Linked DNA regions of Anser cygnoides: region 1 is linked to region 2. A link is a contact called in public Hi-C data. All regions are on one chromosome and are shown on one strand. The core of a region is the stretch at or near the end of the contact, and the rest is flanking DNA. Distances in the headings are between cores, read along the strand shown. Region 1 holds the start of MTHFR (methylenetetrahydrofolate reductase). Region 2 holds the start of DHRS3 (dehydrogenase/reductase 3).

Evidence for each region. Hi-C and Micro-C count contacts between places; a contact is called where the count stands out from the background.
Region 1: a contact with region 2 is called in a Hi-C map of liver, with 17 times the contacts expected there. The contact joins the promoter of MTHFR here to the promoter of DHRS3 in region 2. A contact is called at or near these places in 2 of 7 Hi-C or Micro-C datasets (both in liver).

Annotation. Positions count from the first base shown.
Region 1 is chr23:3,111,999-3,115,481 of Taihu_goose_T2T_genome, forward strand. MTHFR (methylenetetrahydrofolate reductase) reads left to right here and starts at 2,098. Exons shown (of 12, transcript XM_048067707.2): 1 at 2,098-2,238. It overlaps CLCN6 (chloride voltage-gated channel 6), which reads right to left and starts at 2,045. Exons shown (of 23, transcript XM_066982273.1): 1 at 1,906-2,045; 2 at 1,262-1,321; 3 at 140-205. The coding sequence starts at 1,989.
Region 2 is chr23:2,790,478-2,793,681 of Taihu_goose_T2T_genome, forward strand. DHRS3 (dehydrogenase/reductase 3) reads left to right here and starts at 1,302. Exons shown (of 11, transcript XR_010826411.1): 1 at 1,302-1,526.

The DNA of each region.
Region 1 (3,483 bases), core at 848-3,347, 320 kb after region 2:
ACACTTATTTTTACTCTTTTCATCAAAAAAATTAGAGAATTTCTACCATAAAGAAGAAAAAAATAAACTTCCCGTAGTGGAAGGTATTTCTACAGCTTTAGCTCTCAAGCTACCGAAAGAAAAAAAAAAAAAATCTTACCTTGTTGTCCATGCTCTCCAAAACTTCCAGGTACGGGTCATTGATACAGCGATCATAATCCAAGCTCTGGAAGAATGCCAAAAGGGCAACGTAAGAGAATCATCTGCTACAGACTGGGCAAAATGCTATGGGCAGAAGGCCTTGTTAAAGATTACAGAAGCCATTACAACCCCACAGAAGGTTTGGCAAACAATTGTAGGAGAAGAACTTCCGTAAACAACTTCATTTAAATATTTCCAGTAGAGGCTGACTCGGAGAATTGGGAAGTGAAAGAACAGACCAAAATTCACTGCCAAAGACGAGAAAGAACTAAACCAGTGATTAATACAACTTTAAGTTAAAGTCACAATGTACAGATTTAGACTTCAAGCGTGTCCAATTTGACAGTGCAGGGGATAACATGAAATCTAATCCTTCACTACAGCATGAACGCTAGAAATGAGTTCCTTTCCAGACAGGCAGCACCGGTTCTTAACCTTATCACAGGAGAAAATTAAAAGTAATAGTTGCCCCATTGTAGGCACGAAGTACCGTTAGCTTCTACCCACATCAGCTTCCCCTTTTCAAGCCAAAGGGTAACAGGTTGGTGTTAAAACAAACAGCAACAACTTGGTGACACCCATGCTGAGAGCAACTGCTCTGAACAGCTCAGGGCCACCATACAGACACATTAAAATTAAAAGTCTCCTGTAAGAATCAGTATGTGATAGATAAGATCTGCTTTGAGCCAGCATGACACCACAGACAGCAGTAAAGCAACAGTGACCAACTAGTTACAGATGTTTTTTCACGGTCACAATGACATAGGACCACAAGAGCCTGTAAACTCATGTTAAAATGGGGGAACAACGTAACAGATTCAGAAAATCCATTTTCTCAATAGAGTCTGACTTGGGCAGCAAACTCAGAGCACTGGGCATTAATCTACAAACACCACCATCAAATGATAAGCAACAGGTGTTTGCAAGCAGAACAGCTCCTGGTATTTCTGTTGGTACCAATACAACCTAGCTACAGTGATGCAAGTTAAGTGCCTACCCCATTGTAAATTCAAACAGATCAAAACCTGTCTGCAGTTCTTGCCACGTCAGTTTCACAAGCTGGTATCAGTTAACTTCCCACCTCATAGTCTTTGCGTGGAAGGATCTCATCTTCCTCTTCATGAGTTTCTCCTAGGATTGTCTACAAAACAAAGAACATGGGAATGAAAAAACATCAGGGAAATGAATGCATACACTGGCGCTCACAAACACTGGTAGCAAAGCTAAAATCAGGGAAGGCTTCGCCCACTGATGGTTGTAAAGCTTGGGTGTGATTTACCAGATCACCGCTTACTTTGGGGTGACTATATATCGGGCCTTACCTTAAAGCTTGCCCTTCAGCACGAATATATTACGTTACTATGTTGTGAAGGGCCGCTGCGTGGAGGTAAAGCAGCGTGCCAAGCCCACGTCCCCCCTTCCTTCACATCAAGTCACAGGGGCACAGGACAAGAGACTTGCACAGGCAGCGTTACCCCGCTCCGGGCAGCTGGGCGCTGCCCCCGCACCCCGCTCCCCCAGCAGGAGCGGTGCTGAGCCGGGCAGGACGAGCCCCGAGGCGGGCAGGAGGCGCAGCACCGCCTGAGGTGCTGGGAGCAGGGGCTGCGCTGCCAGGCCCAGCGGGAGCTGAGGCCAACAACGGTGCTTTGGGGGACCGGGACAGCGGGGGCTGCGGCGCCAGAGACTGAGGCGGGGAGCCCCGCGGGGCAGGGGCAGCGGCCGTACCAGCTCCTCAGGGGTGCGGCTCTCCCGCTCGCCGCAGCACCGCGGGCAGCAGCAGCAGCACAGCCCCGCGCCGCACCCCGCCATCTTGCGCCGCCACCGCCCCTCTCCCGGCACCGCCCGCGCCCACCCCCACCTCTCCCACGTGACCCCCGCCGCGGCGGCTCACGGCGCGGTAAGGTTAGGCAGGGAGGGAGGGGAGCGAGGTGAAGCCGCGGCGCCATGTTGGGTAAGGGAAGGCGCCGGGCACCACGTGACCGCCGCCGCCGCCGGCCCGGCTTAAAGCGCCGCGGGATGGGGCCGCGCGCGGTGCGCAGCGCCCAGCCCGGCCGTGAGGTGAGCGGGGCGCCGGGGAAGGGGCCGGCTCGTTCCGCTCTGGGGCTGCCCCACGCGCAGCTCGGTCCCTCGGAGCCCCGCGGGTTTGCGTGCGCGGCCCCCCCCCCCCCCCCGAGGTGTCTGCGCGGCCCCGCAGGCGCTGCCCTGGGTGGTGCCGCCCGGCTCAGCGGGGTGCAGCCCTCTGGGGGGTCAGCTCCGGCCTGGGGGCTGTGAAGATGCCCCGCGGTGAGGTAAAGCGGCGCCTCGGGGATCGGGTAAACACAGCGGGCGTAGGCGTGCTGCTCCGCGGATCCCTGCCCCGAGCCCGGCGGGGTGGCCCGGGGGGGTCATAGGGGAGTGGGAGCTGCTGTTTCGCTGTCCTATGTATGCTGCGACTGCTTTTGCTGCTTAGAAAGATGCTTTTTATCTTTACAGTAGCCGCAAGTTTCTGCTAGCAGGTCTGCGATGCGTGTAAGCCTAGGGAAGCTGTTCCAAACGCTGCCTGTAGATAAAACTTAAGCAGCCTTTCTATTGTGTGCGTGGTTCTAGATTGCCACGGAGATAAGGAGTTCTCAAGGGAAAGCCTCGCTGCACAGAGACGTTAATAAGCAAACCTTCCTGCATGCTGGGTGTTCAATCTCAAGTAGGAGAACCAAGGTCCGGCTTTGCTTTGCCTGAGGCATTGTAGCACGTTCCTCAGAAATAAGGTAGCGGGAGGTGACAGCGCACGGTTCTGACCCGCTAGTTTGCTCACCACTGTGTGCTTCGGGATAATTCCCCAGATTAGTGCCACGTGTTTCTTTTGAAAGAGCTTGGGCAGGCTGTTAACTGTGTACCAGAGGTTGCTTTTGTAGTTGTCAATAGCTGCTGGTTTTACTGTGACCCACTGTGTTGGTACACAAGAGATTTGAGACTCCAGGTTTCTCTTGGCACCAGGAGCCCTGCACTCCTTTCTCTCATCTCCTGCCAGCTGGAGAGGTCCCCAGGTGGTAAAAGTAGACTTTCTCCCACAGGGTTTTTGCTTGATTGCCAGCTCAGTGTAAACAGTAGAAGAAGAGTTCAAAGTCTGCTCGGATGACCCAAACTCTCACAGTTCCTGTAAGGACAAAATGTGCACTAGATGGTGCAACAATTTCCCTCCAAAATAGGCTCCAAGGTTATGTAATGACAGTCTGCTGTTTCCCAGTGACAATTCTAAGCTTTGACTTAGATAAGCAGACAATGCGGATCCAAACTTTATGGCAGCTCTTCTGCAATTAGCTGTAA
Region 2 (3,204 bases), core at 52-2,551:
CTTTTCCCATCAACACCAACTTAACCTGGGCAAGCAGTTCTCTCCCGGAGCTCGCAAGGCACAGATGGCTCCTTTGAACTCAGCCTTAACCCTGACCGCTCCTGGCACTTTTTTTTTTCCCCCCCTCCTGGGCTCACGTCAAACCCCAGCACCCTCCTCTGCCGCGTTCCTGTCAGGGAGGAACAGAGGAGGTTCCTGTCAGAGGCGGGCGCGCGCTGCGGCCGCGGCCGGCCCCGACCCCAGCCCCGGCCTCAACCAGCCCCGTCCCGCAGCCACCCCGACCCCAACCCCGACCCACAGCCGTCCCGACCGGCAGCCGGCCCCGACCCCAGCCCCAGCCCGCAGCCGGCCCGGCCCCAGCCCCTGCCCGCCGGCTGCGGCGCGGCCGTCCCGGCTGCGGGCGCCGTGCGGCGGCTCCGAGACCGCGCTGGGGGAGGGGAGAGCAAAGCCAGCCACTCACAGGAACAGTAGTGAAATCTCCCCGACACTTTAACTGTCAATCAGGCTTAATGGGGTATAAAACCTCCCCGGCGCGGCGGCTGTGATAGGCAGAGAGAGCAATAGGGAGAAATGAGTAAGAGCCAGAGCTGAAATAGTGCACGGCATAATTCCTGCTCTGTGGTCACGGAGCCTCCGAGTGCGAAACCCGGGAGAGGGGGCAGAGAGAGGCGGTTATCAGCTCACCCTCTGCAGCCGGCTCAGGACAGGACGTCTGGAGATATTTATAGATATTAAAACAAAAACAACAACCTTACCCTGAATAGACCCTTTCTTAAAAAGAAAGTCCTGGCAATTCTGTCTTATTTAAGCAATTTCCTGAGTCTAAGAATAGAAATGAGCTGCCTGGAAGGCACTGCAGGCTGAAATTTGGAGACATAGGCTGCTTTATTTTATTTTTCCAAGTATAAAACCTTCCACTTGGATACTGGATTTTTGTGACAGTCTTTGAAACGGAGGGATGTATGGTTACTTTTAATTTTACTTTTTTTTTTCTCTCTCTTTAATTAAAAAAAAAAAAGAAAAAAGCTGTCTCCCAGTTATACAGCGAGGAAACCGTTCTACCTGCATGTGACAATCCCAAAGGACATCGATCAAGAAGCAGGGGAGTGACTTGGTCTTCTGCGCTGTTCTGCTCCTACCCCGATTTTTTAGGGGAAGAGAAGGATTTTTCCAGTCCAAGAATCCGTTGCCCCCCACGTTTCGGAAGGGGGCTGAAGACTTGTCGCCCATCCGGGGGTGCATGAAGGGTAGTGGTTTTCTTTCTCTCTTAACTTGGTTCTGTGAAGGGTTGGAAGAGAATTTTGCCTTCCTGGCTTGCCTGGAAGAAGAGGATGATTTGGAAATGGCTGGGCGCTTTGCTGCTGTTCCCCGTGCAGATGGTTTATTTGGTGGTGAAAGCTGCCGTGTGCGCGGTGCTGCCGCCCAAGCTCCGGGACCTGTCCGGGGAGAGCGTGCTCATCACCGGCGGGGGCCGGGGCATCGGCCGCCACCTGGCCAGGGAGTTCGCGAGGCGAGGAGCCAGGAAGGTGAGCATCCACCCGGAGGGGATGGGGGAAGGAAGCGGCCACCTGCTGCTCTGCTGGGGAGCCTCCGGCCCGGGGGCTGCAGCCCGTGCCCCCACCTCGGGGTGGGCCTGCCGGGATCGCGTTCAAACGGACAGAGAGGGGAGAAGGGGGGCGCTGGGTGTAGCGCTGCCGAGCCGGTGCCGAGCCTCGCGTTTCGGAAGTTGCCCACTCCTCCTCCTCTGCATCCTGGCTCGCCGCACCTCGGCTAAGAAAACGTGAAGGTGAGAAGGGGGCCCCCGCGCGGGGTACCCCCCCCTGCAGCCTGCCGTCCCCCGGGCGCGTCGGCCGGAGGGGGGCACGGGGAGGGCCCTGCTGCCCGCCCCGGGGGGGTGCCCGCTTTGGGGAACGGGGGGAGGAGAGTTCAGCTTCACCCTAATGCTTTGCCACGTGCAAAGTGGTTTCTGAAGTCCCTTGTGTTTTGCTTTCTGCCAGCCCCGAGCTGTTCAAAGGTAAGGTGAATGCTGGCCCAGCAAGGAAGAAAAGCACAGCGTGAGCGTGAGCTGGGAGTTTGTTCGCCCGTTTCCTTTGGGAAAGGAGAGGGGCTGGGAGAACGGTCTGTCTGCGCTGCAGCCTAGAAATGTCAGTGTAGCTGGTGTGCCCATTCTCTAGCTCAGGAACTGCCATTCACCTTGAAATGCTGTGCTTTCATAACTACAGGTGTCCCCCTATGCGTGAATCATTCGGGAATAATTAAAATAAAATAAAATAAAAAATGCCCTGAGGCAAGATTTGAGTTTTCAAGTTTCCTCTTTACCCCCATTTAGGGGTAATGGAATGGAGGAATCATGTGAAATTAGACAGCTGCATAAATACTACAGCACGTGAGAGAGGATGAATAGAAGCAAATACAGAATAAAGCAGAAGAAAAATGCAGAATGGGGGAATATTTAAAGAAGAATATGCATTTAGTTGAGGATAGGGTTTTGTCATTTCCTTATACATGCACTAAAGTTTTCTATATGTGGTTTCTATATGGAGCTGTTCTGGTGTACAACTTTGAGGCGTAAAATATGTCAGCATTGAACTTTGATGTTTGTATATGCTTGTGTTTAAACATCATGTTGAGATTTACAAATTCTTGGAGACAGAACAAACAAGTTGACTGACCTTTGGACCCCAGCAATTTGCTGAAAGTGTATTTACATTATCTGGTAGAATACCGTGCTTCATTATTTATTTATTTAGCCCGGTTGGTTGCTATGCTAAGCTGAGTATTAAAGTGCCACCATTTCACCAGCTAATTCAGGAGCTGCTTAGCTACAGTTCAGCTGCAAGCTGAACAATGGTAGTCAGCCCTAACTGACATGGGCCAAGAGGAGCTGGGGAGCTGAGGATGAGGATTTGTAAACTGATACAGACTGTAGTTCATTTGTATGTCTTATCTCTACAATCCTTACATATCTTAGAAGGAAAGAATAAACAAGAGAATAATTCTCGGGAAGCTTTGTACTTGTCTCATGTGGTGTTATGAAATGCTGTGTGGTTGCTAGTTACTGTTTACAACTTTGGTGTTTTTTTTGTCGTATGTTTTTTTCCATGCCTGTCATCAAGGTGTTTCACTTTTTGCTCTTACTGAACTTGAATTAGATTCTCCTTTCAGTCAAACCATGGCTATCCTGTGAGCCAAATGTGGTACTCA